2 separate regions of the Anas platyrhynchos genome follow, and region 2 is linked to region 1. Evidence: chromatin contacts called from public Hi-C data. All regions are on one chromosome and are shown on one strand. Each heading gives the region's core, a stretch centred on a gene start, on an enhancer-like site or on the middle of the called end of the contact. The rest is flanking DNA. Distances are from core to core; before and after follow the strand shown. Region 1 has its middle 160 kb from the start of WNT7B. Region 2 has its middle 27 kb from the start of WNT7B.

Region 1 (3,407 bases), core at 398-2,897:
CGTCAGTAAGACAGCCACTCCATTGCACATACTGCTTTTAATTACCAAATGATACTACTTTTTAAAAGTGCTTTAAAAACAGACTTTGTCTGAAACATAGGATAATGATTTCTTTAAGATTACACAGGGGTCAATTAAAATCAAGGTACTTCATTGCATGCTTTTAGAACTGAATGCAGTTGTGAAAAAATGTGTTAATCATTTGATCTGACAAAAAGAAAATCTGGCATTTGAAAATCTCTAGAAACATAACGGCATAGCCACTGCAACCATTAATAAAACATATACTCACTTTTTTGCATGTATTAAGTAAAACTGAGGTATCTGTCTCAAGCTGTTTACCCCACAAACATCAGGCTAAGCCTCTAAAACCTCAAAAGCTGAACTCTGTAAGCAAAAATTCAACAGGGCATAAGCTTGTACTGTAAGAGGCAAGATATTCAGAAGCAACTTGTACAGACATAAAGATACACACAGATATATAGGCAGATAGATGTGAGTTTCCTACTCAGTTTTCTTTGCACAAAGCAATACAGAAAAATCACCAGCTAACTAGTAGATTAAGCAATGCAGACTTTGACGTTTAAAACAATTCCCAAGTTGTCTTTGTTTTTGGCAAAGTTTTTTCTTTTTCTTTTTTTTTAAGGCATACATATTTTCTCTAAATATATATATATAAACATGTCAAATCAAAAAAAAAAAAAAAAAGAAAGGACAAATTAAAAAGGAACGGTAGAAATAATAACACTTCTCTCTTACCTTTTTCATCTTTGGTGGGTCACTGGTAACATTTGTCTATGCATCAAATCCTGTTTAAAAAGCATTTTTTAAAATTTAGCTTCGGATTGGCGTGCTTGACTATACTATACATCACAAATATAGCACAAAAATGTATACCCACACCATTAAAAGGCATATACCTATGGTTTCAATCCTGTGCTTTCTTTAATAAGAATAAAAGTTCATAGTAAAGAACACCATAAAGCATGCAGAACAATGACAGCATTGCATATTCTCTCTAAAGTGCAGATGGTACTAAAGCAGATTTTAAGATAACGATGAAAATTAAACCTCATTCACTCCTCCTTGTTTCTCTTCTGGGAACACACACACCCACACACATCACCAAAGAAAACGAAATACTAAACATATTCACAGCATTTAAGTTATCTGCAGCTTCTCACACAGGGTAATCAAATAGTAAGATATGTGCAGAGAGAACCAGCTTAAAGGCATTCTTTACTGAAGTGGGCATAACTTGACAGCCCCAACTAAAACTAGTACTTCTCCATTTTCCTCTGTTGTAATGAGTTTGTTCAACAGGACATCAGAATTAATCATTCTTCACATTATATGACTACTGAAATGTCAGAAGTTTTATATGCAAACTATATTTACTAGTGTAAATATATTTTAAATAATCTTTGTTTTAAAACTTCCATCAGAACTGAGTGGTTAGAAATTTTTGCACTCCAAGGTTATACACCAAAAGTCAGCATGCCTTGGACATTTCCCCTTTCCAATTAAACCTCAACTTACCTTGCATAGTCAAAAGAGCTAGTGAAACTAAGCTGCTAGAAATCTGAGTTCTTTTGTCCACGATCTGATCTTTATGTGCCTATTTTTCCATTCTGCTGCCATCTGCTGGCAGCACATTCATTCTGCATGACACCAGACTGCATTTGATAGTCTCCCGTTGGATCACTTACCACTGTTAAAATATGAACCTTATTTTCCATGTTTCTTGGCCAACCAATCAGGTATTGCTACATTTCCGAGTCTAAAATTTTCAACATCAACCAACTGTATTTAGGGATCAACATGATTTCGTTGTCTCTCAAGAAGCATGCCTCTAAAATGGCGTGCACAAGACATTTAATATTTGTATCACTTTAAAAAATCACTTTTTCATATCACCGAGATTGTAAAAATATTTTCAAGCTCTGGTAAACCTTTCTGAATCTCTTAGTTTCTCTTGTCAAAGGACAATATTCTATCTTGAAGTTTACATGTAACCACTTCCTCTTCAAGTTTTGTGCATTTTCAGATAAAATTCAAAAGAGCAGTAAAATGTTATTCCGAGACCTAAGAGCATAATAAATAAAATGCAACATAACGCAATTTCAGAAAAGTAAGCTTAACAAGTTGCACAACACACGGTATTTTTATGCTAACTAGATTTAATTAACATTCCCCTCTAAGAAAGTAATAATAAAGTATATGATAATATACTAAATTATAAAATATCGTGTTTATGCAATAGGTAGTACATGAGCAAAGCAAAAAATGGAAAATGGTTTTATGCAGGCAAAACACTTTGAAACAGTATATGTATTCTAAATGCAACAAAGGACTTTCTAATTCAAAAAACTAAGCAAGCTTGCACTGAAAAGTTGTGATGACTAGCCCCTGTATTACAGCTGCACTTGGCTCACTAGTGATAGGAGACAGCACTATTGTTTTTTCAGAAGTTACAGGGACAGCTATACATCAAACAAAGAAAAAATTATCTTCAAGCTTTATGAAGGCAACTTGTGTCCCCTTACCTGTAGAGGAACATACTACATTTTACTATAGAAGCAGGACACTCTTCAATAGCCACTAGCTAATTCAGTAGATGCAGATCTGTTCCAGGGATTATATCAACAGAACTCTGCAAGAAGCCGATGTTCAATGTTTATTGAGCTTTTTGTTTGTTTGTTTGTTTGTTTGGGGGGTGTTTTGTTTTGTTTGTTTGTTTTCATTGTCAGGTTTGTCCTGGAGCAATAAGATCCAAACTTTGCAGACATATAGTTCTTCTTCTCAAATGAGAGATGCACACAAATGAATTGCCACACTTTCTGCTGTGGGCTGCTAATCTATCAGTTTCAAGTCATCTAGCCTTTCCTTCATTTCACTAATTCGGCTAAGAGAAACTGAGCTCTCTCATACTCTGTGTGGACCACAGTGAGGCATCACGTATTTCAGCTATAACTTTCTCCAGGTAAAACAAAAGCTTTTGTTACTCAAGTTTTACCCTCTCATGCAAAGGAACTGAACACGAGTGGAGCATAAATACAGCTTTATATCCAAAACAAAACACACATTCTATGACTTCTTTCAATGCTGAGTGACAAGAGTGACTGCATGGAAGCTTTTCTGTTGCCTCAGCACTGGAAATAATGTTCCACTAATAAGCCAGGAGGTTCTCCAGAAAAGGGCATTGGAAAGGCAAAGGGCCTTTGTGAGTTGCTGATCAACGTTGCTGATAACGGCTACCTCCAAATCTTGAGTGCACTGACTGAAAATAAATAAATAATAAATAATTAAAAAAAAAAATAAAGTGTAAATGAAAAAAGCACCTGAGCCCTATCAGTGTAATTTCTTTATCAGCATCAATGAATATGTTTTACTCCCATCTCACACTC
Region 2 (3,407 bases), core at 274-2,773, 140 kb after region 1:
CAGTGAATAATCAACCTAAATTGCCATGAAAACTGTCTCTCAGTGGGTGAGCAGCAATATTTACATATGCAGATAAACACAAGAAATGCTCTTGCTGTAGCTTAGGGTTTATAAACCCCTGTTAAACTCTCCCTTGATCTCTTGAAGTATTCACTGGTCGGTCTGAAGTCACTCATTCTCACCCTACTGCTCGAACTCAGGCGAATTCCCTTGACATGGTGCTGCCCTTTGCTTCCAGAGGTGTAAGGCAGGCAAAAGGCACAAAATACAAGGCACCAGGCAGTGCTACTGGCATGCAGCTGCATGCACACCAGCCGATGGGGCTGACGATGAAGGAGCTAACACCAGCATCAGAGACAGTACTTAAGGCATGGAAACAACATCAGGCACAAATATGATGTGCTCGCCCCTGTTACAGTTACCATGGGAAACCTAACTTTGAATTTCTTTGTGTCTCAGGGTAGAAAAAGCTCGGAGCATGCAGCCTTCATAGAGAGGGGCTGGCTTTACACTCTTTGGGTGCAAACATAAACAATACAGGTGTTCAAGTGAAATGGTTTTCAACGTTTTGCTTGCTTATTCCTTCGGTGTCGTGCTTCAGTGTTGCTCTGTTTGAAGAGCCCTATGTGACCCTTTAAGCTTAAACACAGACAAACTTTTATCCCAGACAATTACAAGGGAAAACATGGTATTGCCACGCAAACGTGATCCAGTGACTTAATTAGAACCAAGTTCAGAGAGACAGAGAGGAGCTGTAAATCTCCTGAGAGTCTTTGGGGGGCTGTTGCAGGAGGGTGAAGCCTTTGCAACACTGTGAAAGCCTGCAATAGGAGAAGAAAAAAAAAATAGGAGAGAGAAGGGAAAAAAATGTATTTCAGATAGAAAAACAAATGTTAGAATATGGCAGTATTTTTTAAAGGAGAAGGTGAAAGCCGGCTCGGTGAAAAAGCCGGCAAGGCGGGAGTTAATTTGCAGCAACACTGGAAAGGAAGACCGAGCCGGGTCAGGAGCCCGGCGCCCTCTGGTGCGGGAGAGCAGCAGCAGTGGAAATTTCCTTTGGAAAGCAGCTTTGTTTCAAAGTTCAGACAGATTAAAATGACTCTAAAGCATGCCAGCAGGACGGGTGCAGACTTGGCCGAGCCCCCGGTAGCACCCGGACGAGGAGCCCTGCTGGGGGGAAGCTCAGTTTGGGGGTGATGTTGGGGTGGGGTGGGGGTGGGGTGGATGATTTCTTTTCTATTTTTTATTAGTATTTTGCCTTAGTTTCTGCTCCGGTGCCGAGTGTGACGCAGAGCCATGAGACGAGGGAAGGAGGCTTGAGGAACCGGGCAGGGATGCCAAGGCTCGCAGCCGCCTGCCGCGACATGGTGGTGGTGCGAGAAGCGCAGGGGCTGCCGAGGGAGGAGAGAGGGCGAGACGAAAGGAGCTCCCAGTAGAGATGCCGACTTCATGCATGACCTTAATCCCAAACGGGATGGTCCGCAGCCAGGCGTCCGTGCTCTCCAGCGGCTCCCCGTTCCGTTGGGGGCAATGTGCCGGAACCCAATACCCTTGTTGGAAGCGCCAGGACAGCGAGGAGAGCTCTGCGCTGCCAGGCTGCGAATTCCCATTTTTCACATTTGCAATGAAAGCTGGAGCAAATAAAAGCAAGCCAGTTGCGCCTCATATTGAGAAACAGCACACACACAAAAGCCTACCTACGAAGGACCAAAACGGAAAAGCGAACCTATGCCTTTAGGTACCAACTCGGAAAACGCACTCCGTTTTTTAACTTCCCCCCACCCAAAAGAGGGGGGTGGCAGCGTGGAGGCAGCTTCCCAGCTCATCTCCCCCTGCCGCCTCTCGCTCCTTCCTATCGCGTCCCGCAGTGGCCCATCCTCCAGCAAAGCAAAGTCTCCGAGAGAGCCGACGGGGCGCGAGGGTCGCTCCTCGTCGGCACCTGGCTGCCGGGATTCCCCCTCGGCTAACAACAAATTTGCCCTTAAAAATAATAATAAAAACAAAAAGAAAGAGTAAATATATATATAACAAACAAACAAACAAAAAAAGAGTGTATATATATATATAACAAAAAAAAAAAGCGAGTGGATTTTGAAACGGGCGTTTTCACCTCTCCCCTGATTGCACTTGAGAAAGTTTGGGAAAATAAGCGGCAAAGTCCCCGACGTCCGCTTTGCTTTTGCGTATCAACCTAAGCGCTGAGACTTCTTCCAGAGACACATTTTTCAGGGAAAAAAAAAAATAAAAATAAAGGAAAAAAAGAAACCACAGCCCCCCACGATTTCTCCAAAAAGATCCAGCAGATTTCTGCTGTCACCATGCGGGGGGCTCCACACCTTGCCCGCGTTGTAGACAGCCACATGCGACTCTTCCACCCCATCGAGCTGCCTTAAACGGGAAAAGTTTTTTGTTAGAAAAAAAATACAAAATAAAATCAAGAACCCATTTTGCAGCCAGTCAAAGCAAACTGTCGCCGAATATATGTGGGAAGGGTCATGTGCAGGCGGATTTGTCCTATTAATAAGGCACGGGAAGAGACAGAGGAGCGAACGCGTGCCGTGAAGCCGACGTGGGATGTTATTTGGGGTAATAGATTAAGGACAGACATCGGAAATCAGCCCCTGGGGTTTGCGCAAACGTGTCGCTATTTCGCGTTAAATCTCATTTCCGAAGAGAGCTTCCCCGGCTCCGCTGCACGTCCCTTCCCGCTGGAGGGAAGCGGGATTATTTGGAAGCAGCAGTAGGACGGGGGGGAAATGAAGAGACGACAGCTCCCTGTCGGGAAGCTAATCAACATTATAGATTGGAAACCTTCAGCTACCAAGGGCTGCTTTTCCGCTAATGGTTTTAAATCATGCACGTAGAAATACGGAGAGTAATTACGAGACCGCATCGGAGCTTATCTGAAAACGGCTGGGAAGTTGCAGACCGTGCTCGGAAACCGCTCGCACCTTGCAGGGAAGCCTGTTGATGCCGAGGAACTGACAGCCGGCTGCCAAAACAGGGCGGGAGGGGAGACCAACCGAACCCTGCAACGCAAAGCAACCTTGTAAATGCAATTTTGTAAAAATCCCCATCTTTTTTTTTTTTTTTTTTTTTTTAAATTATTCTTATTTTTATAGTTAAATAATGCAAAATTTTGTTTGCAGCCGGAGATGTTAAAGATCCGCTAGTAACACGCTGTTCTAGATGGAGGGAATATTTAAAATTTGACCGTAACAGTTTAAGAAGTAAGTGTTTTAGGTAACAAGTCTACGATAGTTATTCATTTTCCTTAACTATAAATAATTGATTTTAATGAACTCTTAATAACAAAGATTGCACAAAATAAGGTTTCGGTATTTTTGCTTACAAGATTTTTATTTTATTCTATTCTATTCTAATCTATTCTATTCTATTCTATTCTA

The links. A called contact is a pair of places that touch in the nucleus more often than the background predicts.
Region 2: a contact with region 1 is called in a Hi-C map of subcutaneous adipose tissue, with 2.8 times the contacts expected there. The contact joins two enhancer-like sites. A contact is called at or near these places in 2 of 8 Hi-C or Micro-C datasets (F5 follicle and subcutaneous adipose tissue).

The regions. Positions count from the first base shown.
Region 1 is chr1:71,287,019-71,290,425 of IASCAAS_PekinDuck_T2T, forward strand. No RefSeq gene overlaps it. Among named protein-coding and RNA genes, the nearest start is that of WNT7B, 160 kb to the right of the region's middle. Within about 2 kb of position 1,648, at least 1 of the 8 cell types and tissues checked has an H3K27ac peak or open chromatin away from gene starts, as enhancers often do. A contact at or near this core is called in subcutaneous adipose tissue, where this site is marked.
Region 2 is chr1:71,422,963-71,426,369 of IASCAAS_PekinDuck_T2T, forward strand. No RefSeq gene overlaps it. Among named protein-coding and RNA genes, the nearest start is that of WNT7B, 27 kb to the right of the region's middle. Within about 2 kb of position 1,524, at least 4 of the 8 cell types and tissues checked have an H3K27ac peak or open chromatin away from gene starts, as enhancers often do. A contact at or near this core is called in subcutaneous adipose tissue, where this site is marked.